Linked DNA regions of Arachis hypogaea: region 2 is linked to region 1. The links are chromatin contacts, called in public Hi-C maps. All regions are on one chromosome and are shown on one strand. The core of a region is the stretch at or near the end of the contact, and the rest is flanking DNA. Distances in the headings are between cores, read along the strand shown. Region 1 has its middle 40 kb from the start of LOC112804351. Region 2 holds the start of LOC112801532.

The links. Hi-C and Micro-C count contacts between places; a contact is called where the count stands out from the background.
Region 2: a contact with region 1 is called in a Hi-C map of leaf, with 1.9 times the contacts expected there. The contact joins the promoter of LOC112801532 here to the enhancer-like site in region 1. A contact is called at or near these places in 2 of 8 Hi-C or Micro-C datasets (both in leaf).

What each region holds. Positions count from the first base shown.
Region 1 is chr5:44,057,892-44,060,660 of arahy.Tifrunner.gnm2.J5K5, reverse strand. No RefSeq gene overlaps it. Among protein-coding and RNA genes, the nearest start is that of LOC112804351, 40 kb to the right of the region's middle. Within about 2 kb of position 1,335, at least 1 of the 3 cell types and tissues checked has open chromatin away from gene starts, as enhancers often do.
Region 2 is chr5:44,317,870-44,320,638 of arahy.Tifrunner.gnm2.J5K5, reverse strand. It overlaps LOC112801532, which reads right to left and starts at 1,448. Exons shown (of 1, transcript XM_025844321.3): 1 at 544-1,448. The coding sequence starts at 1,284. The coding sequence ends at 718.

The sequences.
Region 1 (2,769 bases), core at 86-2,585:
GAGAAGTTCGTTGTTAGAGGAGAATGTCTCCAGAGGAGAACGTGACAGAAGAGATCGCAACAGCGGAGGTTCAACCTTTCTCTCACAATGGCAACGTTTCAACATATAAGGAGAGTTAGATTAGGGTTGAGCGTTTTATATACAGTCATAATGGCAGTTTAAAACCGCCAAAAAATCACTAAAAATTGCCATTTTGACGCAAAATAATTATGGCAACAAAATAAAATGCTATAATACTTGAATATTATGACGGGTCTATAAAATCCCATATTATTAATGTCATTTTAAACTATTTTTTGTAGTGATTATTCTATTTATTAATATGATAAGTCCTTAATTATAAAATATAATGCATTTGTTATTAATTTATTCATCATCTATAAATGCCTTATACCTTATTTCATATAATTGATAAAATTGAGACACAAAAGGTTATGTTTTCGTTTTTTAGTTTTATTTTTAGTATCTTTTATTTTTAGATTTTTTTAAAAAATATTATAAAAATAATAAAATTATATTTTCAATTTTTATTTTTATTTTTTTTACAAAATTTTAAAAATTAAAAATATTAAAAATGAAAACAAAAAGTAAAAGATGTAAACCAAATGTGCATCCAAACATACATGTTCTCTTCATTCTCTCTTGTTTCTAACAAGGACAACTGTTGTTGGAGATGTGTTTTTATTAATAGTTTACTAAAGATTTCTTAGCTAGTTCTATTAGTAACCGCCATTGAAGTTGTGAAAATCCACTACCATCTAACATGCTATTAACAGAACTAGCAAACATTTATGTTCTTCTCTTCATATGAATTGAAGTTTTAATAATATGACGATTGTCACAAGCGTGCGTGCATGAGGATAACTTCTTCCGATAAACCTAATCTCAAATCATTTTTAAATGGATAATCTTAGATAACCAATAACTTTTTTAAATAACATGAACAACTATCAATTAAATCAAAATATATTACACCTTTAAATTATTCTTCTAAATTTTAATATTAGAATAATTATTTTCACACTTAATACAATAAATATCCAATATATCCATTGTTCATATTATTTAATATTTTTATTGTCTATTTATACTTTTCTTTTTTAAATAGAGTATAGTTATCCTCACGATATAAACTATTTTGTCAACTATAAAATGTCAAGCACACAACGAGAGATGCCTTGTTAATAAAATATATATGTATATGTATTATGTATAGACCATATTTTTTAATCTAAACATGAAATAATTCAAAGTCAGAAAGGTGAGAATCCGACGTAACATCATACGATATCTCTATTTGCAATAATAATTGAGAGCTTGCTTCCACTCAAATAATGGTTATGAGTATTCCACGTTTATTTAAGTTTGTCCGCTCAAAGTGTAATTTTGAGTTGGGATACATACAACATATAGTTTTCTCATATTTATATCGTGTATATATAAAGTCTAAATAATTAAATACCACTCTTTTCAAAATTTATTATTCATTTTTTTTATAAACTACTTTTTATATGCCATTGTTTTCGCGCCATGTTGACATATTTTATTGTTTTTTGCTGAGTAGGAGGTTCTAAATGCAAAAAATGCTTTAGTATAAAAAATTTTAAATGGAGCCACACAAAAGGCTCTAAAGTCTAAACTAATCGGAACAATATCTTCAACACAAAAAAAATCCTAAATGTAAAGGCGTCCTCGGTACGAAAGTGCCTTAATTGATTTCGCAGAATAAATTGATAAAAATACACATAACATGAGCAGTTGAGCACATAAATAATTCGATTTTTTTTTTACAGTTTTTACTATTTATACGGTATTTATGTTAAAAGCAAAGACGATTTTGAAAATTGAACCAATCATAAAACCGTTTTAATTATTAATTTATTAATTTATTGATTCAGTTACAGTTCAATTAAAAAGTAAATTTATAATAAAATTATAAATATATATATTAAAATATAATTATAATTTAATATAAATTTTAAAATATTATATTTAAATTAAAAGTATTACATTAATTACAATATTATAATTTTATCTAAATACAAATTTAAAAATTAAATAACAAAAAAAATAATCAAACATAAAATATTAAAATTTGTTATCAATTATCAAAATCTGCCTAAATTTATTATAGATTTGTTTCGTTGAGATTATTGTCACCTTTATTTTTATCATTTGGATCAAAAAAATCAAGTGATACAACATATATAAATTGTATTATTACTACTGTCATTATCATTATCATTACTATTATTTTGATGAAAATTAACATCAATATTATTTAATGTATATTCATTATAAATAGATAGATAATACCCGGCCCCTTCTTATATCAAATGTTTTTTTATGAAGACAAAAAAATATCAATAATTTTATTTATGTTTAAAAAATTAAATTTTAGTTTAATAACTAATTAACTAATTAACTAATAAGTTAAAAAAATATTATCACTACTTAATAATTTTTTATTAAATTAATTTATTTATTTTTAATTTAATATTAAGTCAAATTTAACAAGATAAATATTATTGCAAGTTAAATTAAACAAAATAAAATTTCTTTCAACCATAAACTTCAAAAAAATCATCTATAACTTATTATGTGGGCAAATATAATATAATAAAGACAAATATATATAGTTATGTATACTTTTTTACTTTTGTTCAAAATTCCAATGGGGCAAGTGCCGGCTCTCTTCATAAGATGCCCACTCCACCCCTAAATGATCTCTTTTTAAAAATTTTTATTCATATGTTATTATTTTTGTCA
Region 2 (2,769 bases), core at 199-2,698, 260 kb before region 1:
ATAACTAACTCTTAATTACATGTGGTCATTGCATGTTTTAATCTTTTAATAAATGTGAGTTTCTAATTGATTTTCTACTGTGGAACTGTGGAAGAAGTACGCTCAGATTTCTGGCCTGCTAAGTTTAAGGGGGCACTACCTAATGGTAGGAAATAATAATAATAATAATAATAATAATAATAATAATAATAATAATAATAATAATAATAATAGAGAAATTTTTAGAGACTAATAAATTTTAGTATATTTTGCTATTATTTAACTTGTATAATTATTAAATTATTTTTAATAAATACATTTTATTAATTTATGTGTAAAAAATTTAAAAATATAAATAAAAATTATATTTATTTATATATATAAATTTTAATAAATATAGATATAAATTATATATTTTTTATATGTAAATTTTTTATAAATATGAATGTAAATTATTACTGATTAAATATTGACACATAATAATATTTATTAATTATGTAGTATTTCTGATAATAATAATAATAATAATAATAATAATAATAATAATAATAATAATAATAATAATAATAATAATAATAATAATAATAATAATAATAAAAAGCATCCCATAATCTTTACAAAAGAGAGCTTAAAAAAATGAAAAAACAAACGAAAGAAATTGCTACCATTTTCTATGTCATTAACCGCCCACTAGTTTAATTTTTTTTTTCCTTTCTCCCTTTTTCTAAATTTGAGTTCCTATTGTTCCCAAAGAAAGAGTTCAGATTGTAACAAAGTATAGTAGTTAGCTGCCTCATCTTCAAGCTCCCACAAATTGTCACATAATGAAGAAAATCCATTATTATTTTCACCCTCTCCATATTCTCCGTTGTTATTGGTTCTAAATCCAAATTCACCAAAATCTAGGGTTGACCCATATTCATCACCGCTACTTGGAATCCCAAGTTCATCATCAGAGGCTTGGAGAAGGTGTCTCATGACCCTCTCCTTATCATTTTCCTCCTCCTCCTGATGAATACTTGTGAGGGTATTTTGGTCATTTGGGTTAGTCGTGTGGAGAGTATTTTGGTCATTTAGTTGAGATTGGTGGCTGTTGTTGTTGGAAGGTGTACAAGTGATTTCTTGTTGGAGGGTTGTCATCAAAGGAGAGAGATCTTGTGTAGATTCCTCTTCCTCGGACTCAAGAATTGTAAGTATGTGGTTGTATGGTTTGTTCCTCTTTGTGTTTGAGCACTCTTCAAAATCTACTTCCCCTTCTAATTCATCTCTAGGCCTCTTTTGTACCACACTATTAATTTTGTCCATTTTAATTTGCCAAGAGAAACAGAAAAAGAAGACGAGTTGCGAATGAAATTGAACCAAATATGATTCAAGACTTCAAGTGTTTTTTTTTTTTCAATTGAAAGAAGTGCTTAGAAGCAACGTAGGTTAAAGGGAAGAAAGAGGACGAAGCAGAGGATGAGGAGAGAGAGATGGGGGTTGAGAACATTATATAGGAGAGAGATAAGAGAGTAATGGTCAAAACAAGGGGAAAAGAAATGCAAAGGTGGGGAATAATTAATTTAATTGTGGGGGAGAAAAAAAAAAAACAACTTTGTAAAGTCAGTTGGTGAGACTAGACTTGAGTAGGAGAGAGAAATATGCCTGGAAGATTTCAAAAAAGGGGAAAAATAATATAAAATTAATTAATGAAAGATTGAACAGATTTTGTTTTTGGTATTGGAATAGTAACGGTGTTTTTTTTAAAATGTGGGTTGATGGAGTGTTATTTTTAAATATGAAATTGTTTAATTAAATAAATAAAAATCGAATCGTCCGATTTGTGAAAAATACAGAAATCGGACCATTTGATTTGTGTAAATACAGAAATCATATCGAAAAATTTGTAAAATCGGATCGAAGGATTTGTGAGAGATAGAAATCGGACCGAGGGATTTTTGTTAAAAAATTTTAAAAAATTTGAGGTATAGAAATCGGATCCTCCTATTTATATATCTTTTACACTTTTAAAAAATACAAAAAATTATAATATTAAAATATATCACTACTTTTATTTTTATATAAAAAAAAAGGAAAAAGCCAAGATCGAAAGTGGGGAAGAAATTAAATAAAGGGAATTGTTGGACATGGATTTGGAGTGTTTTGTGTTGTCATATTTTAAGGGTTAGTGTTCCTTTTGCGTAAGCACCGTTGGATTAGATGGTGGATGGGAATGCGTGAAGGGTTAAGGCACCGACGGTGATGAATGGAACTAGTGGGAACTGGGAAGGCGTGGCGCTTTCCCTTTGCATGATTTTGAAGGCATGGAAAGGGCCAAATATAGGTACCGCTAATGCATAATGCAGGTAATATATGCCATAAAAGATAAAAGCATATATTCAAAATTATAATTATTAAAAGTTATTTTAATAAATATATTAAAATTTTAAAAATTTTATATATTCTTTATAAAAATTTAATTATGAACCTATACAAATATACATTGGCTAAATTTTTAAAGTATAAAATAGTTTATACTGTATCTTGAGATATACATACCACTTAAATAAAAAAATTTTATATTTTTAAAATTGAAAATATTTGTCTTTAACTTGCTATATCTATATTTAAAGATGATGACATTGCTAATTTTTCATTTTCGAATACCTAATTTGTTACGACATGATCCACAAGTTAAAACCCGAGCCGCTAAGAAGCACTGGACATCACACGTTTCATTTAAAATCTGTATTTTTTTTGTGTTTAAATTATATTTTAATAAAAAATAAAAAAAGTTAGATATATTTAAAT